2 separate regions of the Mus musculus genome follow, and region 1 is linked to region 2. The links are chromatin contacts, called in public HiCAR-type maps. All regions are on one chromosome and are shown on one strand. Each heading gives the region's core, a stretch centred on a gene start, on an enhancer-like site or on the middle of the called end of the contact. The rest is flanking DNA. Distances are from core to core; before and after follow the strand shown.

Region 1 (4,616 bases), core at 1,621-4,120, 750 kb before region 2:
TAACTTCTTAGACACCAAAGCCAGTTTTAGTGACTCACATGAATAAGCCTAGTTTCTATCTGGGGCTCTGGCAGCTCTTTGGGGGGAAATTAGTTGGCTAGCACCTGAGTTAGATATTAACAGTTCAGGAGTGTAAGAGAACAGGGCTTGTTACCTGGGCACAACACACCTGGCCTTCCAAAATGATTTGGCTTGTTAAGAATGCCTCCCAAACTTTCTTATATGGGCTCAAGCTATTCCATTCTGCCTCCAGATGTTTGATCATGGCTAAAACCTCATGAATTTGCTGCATTTTGTCAGGTTAGTTCTAGGTGAAGGTTTTCATTCCATTCTGAATGCTCTTGGAGCTTCTCAGGCAACAGTGACAATGTCAACTTGAGTTACAAATTCACAAGTAACATATGAAATAAAATATATACAAAATGCATGCCCCATATATCATATACCACAATTACATATCAACAGAGTATATATTTCATATTAATTATAATTGCATAGTTAATAAACAATAAATTCATGTATTGAATGAGGCTCGATACTGGCAATCTTAGAATTTTACTTCCAAGATACTGTGTGTGTTTATGTCTCAAATTCCTCGCTAAGGAACAAACACTTGGTTAGGTCTTCTAAGGCAAAGTGCACGGAGAACTCCAATGCAGGTATTAATATCTTCTCCTGGGGAAGGTTAGCATGCCTAGATGAGACTATGGTTCAATGAGACAAAAAAAGTTTGACCAGCATTGACTCCACTTTCAGGACTACATAATTTTCAACATTCCACAGTGTCGGGCCACACCATGTACCCTTGGGAAGGGATTTCAGGCTGGTCACAGTTTGATATAGCAGAGAAATCTCAAGGGGTGACTGGAGAGAACTGGACTGAGCATCAGAAGATGTGGGCTCCATTCCTGCCTTGGCCACTGACACTGTGGAGTCTCAGGCATCTCTAAGCCATCCTTGTTTTCACAGGGCTCTGAGCTTTGGATTTGAAAAAGAAAATGATAATTTCTCATTTTCTTTACTATACATCAAAAATTTTTATTTTGTTTTGCTATTTTATTTTATTTTAATTATTATTATTTTTTATTTGGAGAGAGGGCCTCGGAGAATGCAGACTAGCCTGGTGCTACTTGGTTTGTGGCAGAGGATACTCTTGGACTTCTTATATTCTTGCCTTCATCTTTCAAGTGGGATAGCTGTATAGTGCATGTGCTCTACCAACTGAGCCACAGTTCCAGCCCCAAATGATTGATTTTTTTGTTTCATTTTAACATTTTCCTTTTTCACTGTTATGTAAGTTGGCCCCATTGGGGGGAAAATGCCCCCTCTGCAGGAAACAGTGGCAGGAGAGGGTTCAGGAACTCCACAGGAACTCCCAGGGCTGAACAAGAATGAGGCTAGCTGGAAGCCAGTGAGTCACAAGGGGGACAGTGCTTGTACACACAAATCTAGAGGTGTGCCATATTTGGCTATGTGGTTACAAAAAAAGTCACATCTAGATATTAATGACAAAGGATATGGGATAATTAGAACTATGATACTTTCTTGAAGTTACCGTTAGATAGGCCCCTCTATTTCCTAGAATTTAGCCTCAACTTGTGGCCGAGGATGATGGTGAAATTCTGCTACTCCTGCCTTCAATGATCAAGCAATAGTATTTATTATATATCATGCCTAGTTGACCTTGTGTTGGGAATGGAAGCCAGGGGTTCCTTCATGTTAGGCAGGTACTCAACCAACTAAGTAACATCCCTCTCTGATTTTTGTTAAATATATAGAGCCTTAATTAAATAGTCTGTACCAAGCACTGCCACTCAGCCTCTGACACTGAGGTCCATAGAAACTGCTCCAGACTCCTTCAGTAGTGGAGCTGGTGGACCAGGCCAGTAGGCAGGACAGTGGAAGAGTGACAGACTGGAGGTGTGTGTGTGTGTGTGTGTGTGTGTGTGTCTCAGAGAAGGATCTTTAGATGAGTGTTGGGATACTGACCCAAAGTTCCAACATCTGGGAGAGTAGATGTAAAGGAACTTCAAGGCTCTGGAGAGAGAATCAGGGTGGTCTGAGGTGACCGAGGGAAAGGTGAAGAGGGGCTAAGGCTGCCAGGCAGGACAGACCTTCGTCTCAGCTCCTGGAATTAGGAATAGCAAATTCTCATACTTGTAATCCACTGCCTGAAAACCTCAAAGCCAGCATCTAAAAAATTAATTTCCTGGTTGCATTAAACTATGATCAGTATAATTCACATGTTTTTAGAAACTTTTGAAGTTGCTGAGCCCCCAAAGAAGTGCTGAGTTCTCAGAAGATCAGAAATCTATGAGTTCTGTATCATTATTAAATGACTTCTGAGGATTAATATATATTTACGCATGTATTTTGTGAATATTTTTTATGCGGGCGATAGGTGAAATAGTAGAAATGTGGGTTTTTAAAATTTCTCAAATAGAAGCAACAGTGTTGGAAAATAAAGCATATGTTACATGGGGAAATTTGAAGATAGTAAGAGAATCATTGGTAAATATATATTTGTATATATAGTACACTCTGTATAAATACTGTGTGTGCTGTATATAATGTATAGACACAGAGGGCAACTTGGGAATGTGCACAGAAAAGTCAGGTTAGCCAGAAGTGCTTCCCAAGAAAAGAGACTGGGGCCAGGTTTTCTAAAAGATCAAGTGCAGTTTGGAAGACGAGAGAGCCCTGAACCTTGAAGGAGTCAGTTCATTGGTAGTTGCTGTAACAGTTCTTCTCAAGCATAAGTCAGTGGCAGGTGTCAGAATTACCTGTTTCTGTTTCATCTGAATCTGAAAGCCTCTGCTGGGTTCCACTGATGAGGAAACTGATACTCCAGTCAGCCACACCAACAGGCAGTGGAAGAAGTGAGCATCATACTCTATCAGCGATAGTCCTGGAGCAGGATGCTCAATGTCATAAGTCACAGTTAAAAGTAGATGAGGGCAAAGGCTGCTCAGGCTTTGTCCAAAATCCAGCAGGATTGAACTTAACCCAGCAGGATAGGTTATAATGACAGGGGCTTGGTGGCCCATGGAGAGACCTCAAATAGGATTAAACTACATTGGCAAAAACACAATTTTGGTCTACTTGGTGGTTTGTGGCAGTCAACTTAGAAGGAAGATGTAATTTTCCAAGTCTGTTGAATGAAACTGAGGAGAATAGGCAACACGCTAAATACAGGGACTGACCAGAGAGTAGACTATTATAATAGTGCTTGGGGTGTGGGCTCTGATGGAGGATGATGAAGAATTCTCAAGTCAGCAGCCCCTCCTCCTCCCCTTCATAGCTCTCTCAACTACTTGCAGAACATTCAGAAATACTGAAAATGAAAGTCTGTTCTTACTCATTTTTATGACACCTACTGTCTCTGATGATACCATGTGCAAGAAAGCAAGCATATGTGAATGCATGTGTGTATACATATAGATAGGGGATACCCTTTGGATAACAAGGCATACAACTTTCAGTGCAAGAAAACTTGGATTCATGTAATCAGGGGTTCATATGTATGTGTAGGCCACAAGCTTAGGTATTATTCTTTAAAAAAATTTTTTTGAGACAAGGTCTCTCACTAGCTCATTAAGTAGGCTAGGACAGCTAAATATCATGTTTCAGGGGTCCTACTCTCTTCCCACTCAGCTCCCCATTCCTAGGATTACAGGCATACACCACAACATCTTGAGTTTTACAAGGGTGTTAGGAGTTCAACTCAGGTCTTCATGCTTGCAAGACAAGCACTGTACTGTCTGCCCAGTCCTGTGGTTACATATAATTATGCAAGAAGTTATTTCTACATGAGGCAAGGTCAGGCATCTTTGAAATGTAAAGAAGTCATATTAATGTTTTCCAAACTCCCAGTGGTTCTTCCTGGGCTCTGGTTCCATTGCTGACCTGGAAAACCTTAGGTTTTTAACACAGTTGTAACTAGATTTTTTTCCCCATCCTACTTAAACAGGCACTTTCTCCTACATTTCACAACATGTTACAGACTTAAACCACTGTTTGTGGATTGTTGAGAAATACTGGAGAACTTAAAAATTTAAGTAGCAGCAACAAATTTTAATACAAGAGGAATCTGCAGTGGTCTCCAGATATTTCACAGTGCTATGCGTTACCCTCTTTCAGATTGGATCTGGAATGTTCCCAGCTTGGTCTTATTAGAAGGTGAGGGACTTTTACCGAAGTCATCTAGTAATTGTGTGTGTGTGTGTGTGAGAGAGAGAGAGAGAGAGAGAGAGAGAGAGAGAGAGAGAGATCTTTGAGAGTGGTAATAAGATGGTAAGCATTCTGTTTATATCAAGGCATGACCATAGCCCCTCAAAATTGGAAGCCTATGAACTGTCAGACAAATAAAAGGAAAGTATTAACCATAGATTTAAGGTAAAAGAGACTAATTGACCTAACTGACACAAAAGAATCAAACTTCATGACTGGAGATGTGGTTCAGTTGGTAGAGGGCTTGCCTGGCCTGTATGAAGCCTGGCCTGTATGAAGCCTGGGCCTCCATCCCCAGCAAGGTATAACCTGTGTTTGGGCCACACAGCTGTGATCCTTTTACCCAGCAGTTGGAAGCAGGACCATCAGGAGTTCAAGGCCACCCT
Region 2 (4,874 bases), core at 2,011-4,510:
CCAATTCTTGCAAGAAAATCAGAAAGGTTCCCTCACTCCAGGCTAATTAGTGAGAGAATCCAAACTAAATGTCTGCCCTCACCTTCCCTTCTCCATCTCCTATTACTAAGGTGTTTATTCTCTTTTATATGCAAACAATGTTTGGGTTCCTCCTCTCCACAGACAGCCTTTCAAGGTATAAATTCCTGTATATGCACAGGTCACACAAACATGCTGTGTTGTGAATTTCACAAACCTGGTGATTTGTGTTTCAGGGAAGTGGGTTGACTTTTGACTTAAATCCACCCATTCTCCTGTGGTCCACACCACACAGGCCAACGTGCTAGCTGATCTAAAACTGCAGTGTCACTCAGCCCTGGTGACAGGGACCATAAGTGGTTACCTCCTCCTTTCAGGAGAAGATGCTGCTCGGTATGCTCTGTGAACTCTGAACCCAGCCCTTCTGCACTGCTCAAACACACAGGTGGCTCTCCAGGCACCACCTCTGTTAGGACCTGCTTGCTGAGACCTGGAAGTTAGAAGCAGACTACCCAACTACACTTTTCAGGTGGCATCCCTGCTGTAGGTCTTCAACTGTTCTGTCTGGCTCTTGGGTTTCACCCCCTCATCCTGGCTCTCTTCCATACCTCTTCTCTAGCCCCTTACATGCCCACCCTCCTTTCCCCCATCTCCTATGTAGGCCTGTCACTAGAATCGGGCACTCACCCTCTGGGTCAGTCTCCCTTTCCACCTTTGCTTGATTTTCTCTTACTGCTAATAGTGAGAAGGTGAGTTAGCATTTCTTCTAGGCTCCACTCCACAGTTACCTGGCAATAGCCAGGTATACCTGACTCACTATAGAAGAGGCTGCTTGCCCCCTCCTCTCCCTCTTGCTCTCTTGCTCTCTTATCCTCTTCCCCTCTTTGTCCCTTCTCTTCCCATTTCCCCTTCCCTTTACATATTCAAGACCAGCCTCTATTCCTCTACTCTTCTCTCTGTCTCTCTCTGTCTCTCTCTCTCTGTCTCTCTCTGTCTCTCTCTCTCTCTCTGTCTCTCTCTCTCTCTTTCTCTTTTTCTCTGCCTTTCTCTGTCTCTACTACCCCCCTCAACTCCCCTCCCCATGCCCTAAGTAAACTCTATTCTATACTATACCACAGGAGGAAGGGATGCCTCAGCATAGACCTACAGAGCACTCCCCCTCCCCGCACCATACCACTTCTCCACCAAACATATCCCTTTGTTCTGGACACTTTATCCTCTCTGTCTACAACATCTGAAGGAACTTCTTGAATTCTTCAAGCAAGAATAGAAACTCCTGGTAAGAAAGAAAGCAATTGACAGGGAAAGTGGTACAGGCAAAGTATCCCCAACACAGGAAATCCAAATCAACATGGCTATGGTGTGTGTGTGTGTGTGTGTGTGTGTGTGTGTGTGTGTGTGTGTGTGTGCGCGCGCGCGCGCGCACACTCGCTCCCCCACCCATGTGTATGTCCATGAGTAAATAGATGCAAGTATACATGTATTATGCACATGTAAGCCAGAGGTCAATCTCAAGTGCCACTCTTCAGATGCTATCCACCTCTCTCTCTATTTCTATCTATCTGTCTTTCTTTCTTTCTTCCTTCCTTCTTCCCTTCCTTTTTTTTGGAGGTGAAGCAGGGTATTTCTTTGGGCTAGAGCTCAACAAGAGGATCAGACTGGTTGAACAGTGAGCCTTAGGGCTCTTTCTGTCTCTGTCTTCCCAGCAGTACTGGGATTCTAAGCAGAACCATCATGCCAGCTAAGGATGTGGCTGGGTAAGCAGAATACTTTCCTAGCACACAGGAAGGCCTGGGTTCCATCCCCAGTATGGCATAAACAAACAGTACATGCCTGTAATCCCAAAACTGGAGAGGATACAAGGAGGTAGTAGGAGGAGACAGTAGAATTAGAAGTTCCAGGCCAGCTGTTGAGGTGACTCAGTGGTTAAGAGCACCAATTATTCTTCCAAAGGATCCAGGTTCAATTCCCAGCACCCACATGGCAGCTCACAATGGTCTGTAACTCCAAGACCTGACATTCTCACACAGACATTCAAGCAGGCAAAACACCAATGCACATAAAATAAAATAAAACAAAAATAAGAAGTTCTAAGCCATCCTTGGCTATAGTGTGAGCTTGGCCTACATAAGATCCTGTCCAGAAAACAAACAAACAGCATAAGAAGTTACCACAGACCACTACAGTCTCCTCTGCTTCCCTGGGTAGAGGGTACCAGCCCTGTTCAGTGTTCAATGGGAGGACCTATGCCTTCCCACAATCTCACTGCTAAGCCTGGGCAAGTGAGATCTGAGTAGAAATAACCAAGATGGGCCTGTGTGGAAGTCCTTGATTCTCCTTTCTTTCTGGGGAGAATATGAAGGTGTTACTGGCTGTTCCTTGCCAGGCATCAGACTAGGGCTGAGGGTCCCTCTCAGGGAAGTGAAGCAGAAAGACAGAAGGCTATCTGGCAGCCAGAACAACTTAACTCCAGGCTGTTTTTACATAAACAAAGGAACATGTCTTGAGGTATGTTCACACTATAATTATTCATACTAGAGAGAAAATTGAATATTTGGACAAGAGAAATAAAAAGGACCCAGCAGGAAGCAGCTTAGAAACTCCAGGGGAGCAGGTCAATGTGGACAAGGCTCCAGCCACACACTCATGTAATCTTCATGCTTCCAGAGCATTGTCCTACCAGCCATAGTGGCCAGAGGGACTCTGTCCAGGGAAGTGGACAACATCCAAAACCATAAGAAGTTCCAGGAACAAATAAAAAGCCAGTTATCAGGACCAGATGTGGCCCAAGGTCAAAGGTGTTGTGTAATGAAAGTGATGGAATGCCAAGTCCTGAAGCCCTCCTGTCTGGAGTCAGGACTGGCTCGGAGGCCAGGGTGGAGACCAGCATGTGGGCAGACAGCTAGTGGCTGCAGCCAGGGTGAGGGCTGTAGGGGAACTCTGAGGCTGAGAGCCAAGGCCAGGAAACAGGCTTGCGTCCCCTGTGTGTGATGGTAGGAAGTTGAGCTCTGAAAGAGAGAGTTTCACAGCCTCCATCTGTGAGAAGACCCTTAGCCTCCATCCTTGACTCACCGCTTACCCAGAAGAGGGATAAGTCAAAAGAAGGGGGACACCAGGAGCTGCCAGCTGCTCAGTGGGCTGAAGGGAAGGTTCAGGGGAAGGGAAGCTGCTGCTTCTTAGAGCCCCATGGGGGATTCCCCCATGTTCCTACTTCTGACCTAACTCTACAAGAGTGGATTCACTTGCAGGAGATGGTGACTAGACACTGTCTCAACTTATGAGGTATCTACCCAGTCATTGTCTCCACCTGTGAGATGTCTCCCACAACTCTATGAAAACAATTCTGCAAATTGTTGGTTTTCCATTCTTGAAACTCATATGTTAGCCTAAAACCCCAATGTGGTTGTATTAGGAGAAGAACTTTGGGACATGACAAGATCAGACATGGGGTTCTCATGAATTTATTGGTTACCTTCGAGAACAAGGCACCCTTCAGCATATGAGAACACAGTAGGGACCATGAGGCAGGAGGCAGGCCCTCAGGAAACACACGTGTCTTGATTTGGGGTATCTTAGCCTCTAGACCTTCAAGAAACAATTCCCAATGTGTTGTACAAGCCACTTAGTCTACAATTCAAATTTAGACAAAACTAAGACAACTGGATTAGATGTAGGGGAATTTATTCCTTCCCACAGCACAAGTCCTACATATGATTTACTTTAGGTTTGCCGACTTAGCGGGTCAGTGAGTAACCAGAGGCTTAAAGCTTGCCACAGTGATTGCTGGTTTTCCACCTCAATCTTGTCTCTGACCTCCCCAAATGACTGTAGACAGGTAATAGTGGATGTTGAGCAGACAGCCCACAGTGTCTTCCCTGAGACCCCCATACTTGATGAGAAGTTACCCACAGAATTAGAGGACAGACAGAATCTGGTAGCCCTTTACCCCATCCTGAAGGAGCTGTCAATTAAGGTGTCCTGAGCCAATGGGTGGCATGTAGTCTCAGCACTAGGGAGTGACCAGTCACTCAGAAGATTTACAGATGGCTTGAAATGTCTCTGGGAATCCTTTGTTTTCTCCCCCCATAAAATCACAGCAACCCCTGTGTCTGCCTGAATGCATGGGCCCTCCCCACACCCAAGACCTCACTCCCCACCCCACCCCCCATGCCCTGAGAATCTCTCTTCTACAGACACTTCAGAGTTACCCTTCAGAGCTAGTAAATGGAGTATTCTCTACCTGTAACGGTTTCCTCTTGATTGTTAACTTGTAAGGATTTAGAAACACCATAGAGACATTTCTCTGGGCTTGTCTGTAAGGGAGTTTCCAGAGATTAAGGTTGAAAATTCCACTCTGAAGATGGGAAGCACCATCTATTTGCTGAGAAGTCAGATTCATGGGCTGGGGTCTCAGAGCGCATAAAAAGGCAAAAGTAAACAGCACCAGCAACCATCTCTTTCTACCTCCTGGCTCTAGGCGCAATGTGACCAGCTGCCTCATGCTTCTGCTGTATTGTCCACCCACCACAATGGGCTGTACTCTCAATTGTGAGCAGAAGTACACCTTTCCTTCCTTAAGTTGCTTTTGTCTGGTACTTTGCCACAACAGTGAAAAAAAGTACCTAATACATACAGTATATTTCTATTTCGGGAGATGGATTGAGTGCTAACATCCAGACCCACAGCCAGGTTGCTATAACTTGCCACCAAAAAGCTTTGGATCTCACCTATGGGATGCCACCGGTGCGTCTTGTTCAGAGAAGAATAGAGAAAGTTACAAGTCCTACTTTACACAAACAGGACTCCATCTATACTCAGTAAAAGATACTATGTTTTGACAAGTTCTCATGTAGTCT

Evidence for each region. HiCAR-type assays count read pairs that join an accessible place to other places.
Region 1: a HiCAR-type map of Th17 cells shows a contact between it and region 2, with 8 times the contacts expected there. The contact joins two enhancer-like sites. A contact is called at or near these places in 1 of 15 datasets of contacts at CTCF or cohesin (the NIH/3T3 cell line) and 1 of 115 datasets of contacts at active chromatin or transcription factors (Th17 cells).

The regions. Positions count from the first base shown.
Region 1 is chr8:128,419,350-128,423,965 of GRCm38.p6, reverse strand. The region is part of intron 3 of Nrp1 (neuropilin 1); the gene reads right to left. Among named protein-coding and RNA genes, the nearest start is that of Mir1903, 62 kb to the right of the region's middle. Within about 2 kb of position 2,870, at least 24 of the 459 cell types and tissues checked have an H3K27ac peak or open chromatin away from gene starts, as enhancers often do. A contact at or near this core is called in Th17 cells, where this site is marked.
Region 2 is chr8:127,664,782-127,669,655 of GRCm38.p6, reverse strand. No RefSeq gene overlaps it. Among named protein-coding and RNA genes, the nearest start is that of Gm32532, 24 kb to the left of the region's middle. Within about 2 kb of position 3,260, at least 19 of the 459 cell types and tissues checked have an H3K27ac peak or open chromatin away from gene starts, as enhancers often do. A contact at or near this core is called in Th17 cells, where this site is marked.